Linked DNA regions of Mus musculus: region 1 is linked to region 2. The links are chromatin contacts, called in public promoter capture Hi-C maps. All regions are on one chromosome and are shown on one strand. The core of a region is the stretch at or near the end of the contact, and the rest is flanking DNA. Distances in the headings are between cores, read along the strand shown.

Region 1 (3,282 bases), core at 729-3,228, 230 kb after region 2:
CAAATAAATATTTTTGACTCTGGGCAATGTCTTTGTTCATAAAATCCTACAGTTAGTCTTAGTGTCATCAGGCTGAGGAGATGGCTCAATTGGTAGCGGGCTTGCCTACCACACATGAAGCCCTGGCTTTGATTCCAACACCACACAAACCTGGTGTGGAGACGCAGGACAGAAACCCTAGCGCTCAGGAACTGGCAGCAAAAGGATCAGACATTCAATGTCTATCTCAGCTAGGAACAAGGCCAACCTGGGATATGAGAGACCTTTTCTCAAAATACATACATACATACATACATACATACATACATAATACACACATACTACATACACACACATAGGAGGTTGGGGGCAGCCTAACCTTTGCTGCCTTTCCTAGAAGCAGTCTAAGAACATAACCTCTAATCACATACAGTGGTCTAGCATCGGCTAGTGGTCTAGCATCGGCTACAGCTCTCACTTCTCGCCACTCAGCCCAAACTGTCCTTCCTCGCCTATCCTTTACTACCTGTCAGTGAACTTCATCACCTCCACGTTCTAATCTGAATCTCCTTGCTCATCTCCTTTCCTGAAGACACACGTACAAGGATGTGCAGTCCCCCAGAGCCCTCCTCTATCCCTCTCCAAGCCTTCATGTCCCCTCCCTGGGAGCCCAAGGAGCAAAGATCAGCCACACTCTGGCTTCATTCTCGTAGCCTGAAGACATTTATCTGTTTGGAAGACTCTGAAAAGATACTGAAACCATTTAAGGGTTGGGAAAAGCTAACAGAAACGTTTCTCACCGGCCAATAAATCCAGACCCTTCAAACTCCCTTCCCCAAGCGCCAGAGATCACTTGTCCCTCAGTTTCCCTTGTTATTTTCCACATACAATTCACTTTCTCTTTGGATTTAATCTAGCTCCTGAAAAGACAATTCCTCTCAATTGAGCAATGGTGTCAAGACATTTGGACCTCACACCGGAACAGGACACAACCTGTGTCTTCAGGTTGTCACACTTTTCCTTTAACTCTAAAAAAATATGTCCTCCTCATCTATGAAATCTAATGACAAAGTAAGTACTCCTTAGCTCTAAGGGGAAAAAAAAGAGCGAGGGTGTTTAACAGACTTTGCCCTTAAATTTGATGCCGTGTAACCATAACAACTGATGGTTTAGGTAACCATCAACCCACTGAGGGGCTAAGTTTTCCAAAAATCGTTTTTCAGTGGGGGAAAAACTCCCTTGCACCAACTCCCGCGCGTAGAGTCGGCACTCCGGAGTGGCATGTGGTGCAATGGAGCCGGCAGCTCCTGTCCCTGCATCGGTCCCCCGGTCTCCACCACCGTCATCTCCATGCTCCCAGCGGGGCAGCTAGCGTTAGGCCTCAGCCCAATGTCACTTGTTAACCTTCCGATCTCCCCGGTTTTTGGTACGCCGCCACCTCCCTTTGAAAGCACACAAGCCACCCCTCGGTCCCCGGTGTCCGCCAGGAGTTGGGAGAAAAACAAGCGAGGCGCCGACAGCCACTGACAGATTCGCGCAAAAGTAACCGCGCTCCTCCATTCCCAAGCTTCTCCCACGGTGGCCCAGGGGGCGGAGGACGGCAAGGGCCCCACGCACAGAGGTGACAAGTGTTTTCCTTCAACGAGCGTGTGAATGCTGCTTTCCCGGACCCACACCGAGCCGCGGACGCTAGGCTGGGACCTGACGGCTTGCACCTCCCGCCCCGGGGCGACTCCGCCCTGCCCGGCCCCCAAGCAGGGAAGGTCTCTCCCGGGGCCACCCATGCCGGCGTCCCGAGCCCTGGTAGTGTGGAAGGGACCGAGCCCCGCTGCGCCAACGGCTGCGGGAGCTGCCGGTGTCCCGTAGCCGGGCCACCCAGTCAGGGCCTGCTCCGCCCGTCGCCCCACCTGGCCCGGAGCGCGCTCACCCCGGATCCGCTGGCTGCCTCATCCTACTACACCGGCGCCCGTACTTGGCGGCCGCCGCGGCTCCTGCTCCAGCTCCAGCTCCGGCTCTGGCTGGGGCCGCCGTGCTGCTGCCCGCCCGCCCCCGGGCACCGGCCGTCCCGCCCCGCCGGCGGACCCGCCCCGCGGCCGCGGCCCCCACCGCCCAACCACAGGGCGGAGGGGGCGGGGCCAGCCGCGCACCAGACATGACCAATCCAGCCAGTGCCGCGCGCCCGCGACGGGCCTGGAGGATCGGCCAGCGATCGGTCAGGGCTGTTAAAGGGGCTGCGGCGCTGCGGACTGGAAAGAAGGGGAGGCCGCGAAAAACTGCGGGTTACCTGGCAGAATCCCAGTGGGAGGAGCGAGCGTTGCACTCTCCCAATTGAAACTGAGGCGCTTTCCCCAGCTCTTTGCATTTCTTAATTTCCTCTTCCTGCAATTTAGCAACAAGTGCCTCCAAGCCGTGAGGGAAACTGTCTGGCTAGGCAGATTCTTAGGAACAGAGGTCTTAGGAGGACGTCGGACTTTATCAATCCCTGCTAGTTCCAGAAACTGGATGTCTGAGCTCCTCCTCCACACCTGACCGTAACAACCAATCGCAAACTGATTAGTAGAATTAGCGCCTAGAATTCGTGTGACGTAAATATATCATATATTATGATCTTGGGTTTTTTTTTAATACAGGGTCTCCTGTAGACTAGGCTGTTTTCAGAATTGATATGTAGCTGAAGATAGCCTTGAACTCTTAGCCTCCTGCCTCTGCCTCTACCGCTATGACTATAGGCATACACCACTACACCTGGATAACATAAGTTTACCTTAGAGGGATCGTGTCTAGGGCCCAGATAAAGGAAGGTGACTTTTAAAAATGAGTTCTCGCTTAAAATGTGCTTGGAATGGTGGAGGCTATTTTTACACCCATCAGTTCCTTACAGGGTAAAGGGAGGGGTGGAGGGGGCAGAGGGTAGGCAGGTCCCGCAGGTCCCTCATAGCACAGGGGCAGGTTGTGAGAGTGTCTTTGCTTATCAACTTTGCCTTCTAAATGAGTGGGTCCCAAACTTCAGCATCAGCCCATCCCAGAGGACTCTAGCATGTCTCAACTTTGCAATGACTGGGTCTGGGCCGTTTATTTTTCAACATTCTTTCCCCAGGAGATTCCAGTAGGGGGCGCTCTGGGGGGGCATGCTTTTTTTTTTTTTTTTTGGTTTTTCAAGACAGGGTTTCTCTGTGTAGCCCTGGCTGTCCTGGAACGCACTCTGTAGACCAGGCTGGCCTCAAACTCAGAAATCCGCCTGCCTCTGCCTCCCAAGTGCTGGGATTAAAGGCGTGCGCCACCACGCCCGGCTAGGGGCCATAC
Region 2 (3,097 bases), core at 352-2,851:
CCATCGAAAACTGACAGGATGCCCTCTGGGTGGCGGCAAAGCTCCAGGGAAAGAGAGTAGAGGTAGTGGAGGGACTCCATTTTTAATAACGTAGCTAATAAGAGATGTTGAAGCAAAGACAGAGGGAGGTAGAGAACCTTTCATGCGCTGTGGGAGCACCTTGCAGATAAACGGAGCCGCTGGCTCGCAGACCTGCCATCGGGAGCATGCGTTCATGAAGCAATGGAGAACGGAGATGACCAAACCTTAGCAAGGAAGAGGAATGGTGGAAATAAGACCAGAAAAGCAACAGGCCACCATCAAAAGGACCTGTTGCATAAAGCTCATAATTTATGTTGATGCTCTGTAGACATCGTTGGAGCCAGGACATTTAGGCTGGGCCTGAGTTTCCCATGTTTCTCTTTATGGTGACTACACAGCTCTATGCAGGACAGACATTTGGGATGTACCTGGTGTAAGACAATGGGGCCCTCGGTATTCACCTCCACTCTGTGAGGACCACGATGGTCCTGGATCCTGGCTAGCAGGGTCCCTACACATGGCTTGTCTTTCTCCCTCCCCACTCAGCCATCAGCTAGTGACATTCAATTCAGCGGCAAAGGAGGGGCTTTCCATGTAGATAGTGCTGGACTTGAACTTTCAACGTTGGTTATATATATTCTTTCTGTGAGCCTCAGTTTCTTCACTTGTTAAAAGGGATCATGTGCCCTCCCCTGGGTCCTGAGTGCAATTAGGCTTGGAAGCGTTTGGCAGGTTGTCTAAGACATAGGACACTCAGCACGTAGAGGCTGTGTCCTTCCAGGTCTCCTTGACCCACTGAAACAGCTTTCATTTTCATTTTGTTCTGCCAGTGAGCACAGTATCATCGGCTGCCCTCTGCTGTCCACTAGGCCCCTTTGGCATGCTGCCTCATCTCCGCTTAGCCCCTGGCATTCCTTCTGGAGTCTCCCATTTACCCACTGTCCACCACCCCCAACGTCGGTAGCCTGTCACATCAACATTCATTGATGAATGTTTCATCGACATTCCCAGATCTCTGAGTTTGTTCCCTCTAGTATCCAAAAGGCCTTGATCCTAGTCCTTAGCCTGGGGCCATGAGAAACCAAAGCCAGGCTGACACAGTCTTCTTTACCTATGGTGGAGAGGCCTCTGTGGCCAGGATGTCCCCTTCCCCCACCCCGATGCCTGAGGAGTATTAGTACTTCCCACCCTAAGATGCCATGTGCTGAAACCCCTGGGAGCTGGCTTACCTGGGCTGTAGAACAGGATAAGAAGAGACAGGCTCCAGCAAGCAAAAGAAGACATCTCAGGTGGGGTCTGTGGGGTCTGTGGAGTCTATGGGCTTCAGGGGCACAGCTGACGGCTGCCTGGAGGGTTAGGGAGAGATGTCTGCTACAGGTCGGGGAGTGAAGCCTGGCGCTCCCAACTGAAATCCACAATCTCCTCTGTGCCAGTGAGCTCATTTCCTCTAATTATCTGAGATCAGGAAACAATATGCACAGACCAGCTCCCAAGCCTTTAGGGCCTCAAGAATTCATGCAGAGGAAGCCAGGAAGCAGCAGATAAGCAGGGGTGTAACAGGGTTCTCTCACGTTGCATGCTCCCTGTGCGGGGATAGGAAAGCAATGGGAAATCACATGCAGGAAGTGTGTGTGCATGCATGAATGTGTGCAAGCTTGCATGCACTTACGTGTTTTGTGTGTGGGTGGGGGGAGTGTACATGGAATTTCTTTAACTGTACATTGGGCAGAGTGAGGTCTCCAAGATTCAGATCAGGGGAACTCTGAATTCTACCAGGCCTCGGTTGGCGTCATCTCTGGAAAGATGATATCCAAAGTTAGAACGCAGTCACATAGTAATCTCTTGCTAATGCCCTGCGTATATCTGCATGTCTCAATGTCTCATTTAGTTTCCAGCAGAAGCCTAGCCCTAATTCAGCCAACACAGGGCTCAGAGATTGCAAAAGGGCAGCCCACAGTCGTCTCCTGGGGCCCAGGAGGTCAGGAAACAGTGCCTACAACCTATTCCCAAACCCTAGACTCTTTCCTGGCCTTGTCAGTTAGTGCTTTCCTGTGCATCTCCTTACTTCAGGCAGGACCTTGGTCTTCCTAGCCTTCCTTCCGGGCACACTTCACCACAGGCAGAGAACTTTGGATACACGGCCTTCCCAGGAGGCACTGTGTTCACCATATTTAGTCAACCTTACTGTCTTAGTTCTGTCTTAGAACCTGGGGGATAGGCAGGGCAAAAGCAGGCCTCCTTGCTTTCTCGGTAGAATCCCAGAAAGGGCCTATCCAAAGGAAGCCCCAGGGTTTTGAGGGCTCATTATTGGAGCTCAGGAAGCCACCTGCAGGACCAGCTCCCAGTCCATTGTGTCCTCCAGATTTCAAGTAGAGGAAGCCTCAATGGCTCAGCCAGTGACCCTGTGACATCCTGTCCTTCCCACAGTGCTGAGTAGTGGCTGTTGTATATAGCTATCTAGTGCAGATGTTATCAGCCTGGATCAAGGGAAGTCCCCACATGAGGCTGTTGGGCTTTGAGATTCCACCAGAAAGCGAAGACCAGGTAAGGAGAGAAAAGAGGGAGAAGGGAGAAGTGGGGTGGGGTAGAGTGGGGGGAGGGTGGGGGAAGGGTGGGGGGAGGGTGGGAGTATCTGATCACACATTAGGCTGATAGAGTCCTGAGAACAGGGGACTGGAGGGCTTCAAGGGTTTTGGGTGATAAGGTGGGGGTTGGCCTTCTCTGGGTAATAATAATAATAATAATAAATAATAATGTGATAATAATACAGCAACACAAATGGGCAGACAAACAGACACCACTTAGGCAGGGAAGGAGTTGTCTTTTCATTTTTGGAGGGGTGTTGGTGACTGAGTCGCTACGGCTTCATGCATGCTAGACACATGCCAAGAGCTGCATCCCTAGACTCTTGGTGTTTTTCCCACCCCGCTAAGTGGTCCACACTGGCCTAGAGCTCGCTTTGCAGTTCACGTTCAGAGAACTTTGTCATCAGGTGGTGTGAGCACCACAGTGTGTCCACACAAACCTAGACGGTACAGGACACTACCGTCCTGTACATAGTTAGACGTGTTATACT

What was found. Promoter capture Hi-C pulls out the DNA fragments that hold promoters and counts their contacts.
Region 1: a contact with region 2 is called in a promoter capture Hi-C map of stem cell-derived epiblast-like cells, with 5 times the contacts expected there. The contact joins the promoter of Tex2 here to the promoter of Icam2 in region 2. A contact is called at or near these places in 22 of 39 promoter capture datasets (the 3T3-L1 cell line, 3T3-L1-derived adipocytes, the C10 cell line and 16 more), 1 of 15 datasets of contacts at CTCF or cohesin (large pre-B cells), 6 of 484 Hi-C or Micro-C datasets (B cells, the C10 cell line, the G1E-ER4 cell line and 3 more), 9 of 115 datasets of contacts at active chromatin or transcription factors (the SCID.adh cell line, T-cell acute lymphoblastic leukemia, bone marrow-derived macrophages and 5 more) and 3 of 9 other capture datasets (adipose tissue, liver and pancreatic islet).

The regions. Positions count from the first base shown.
Region 1 is chr11:106,610,952-106,614,233 of GRCm38.p6, forward strand. Tex2 (testis expressed gene 2) reads right to left here and starts at 1,979. Exons shown (of 12, transcript NM_198292.3): 1 at 1,907-1,979.
Region 2 is chr11:106,381,180-106,384,276 of GRCm38.p6, forward strand. Icam2 (intercellular adhesion molecule 2) reads right to left here and starts at 1,602. Exons shown (of 4, transcript NM_010494.2): 1 at 1,251-1,602. The coding sequence starts at 1,305.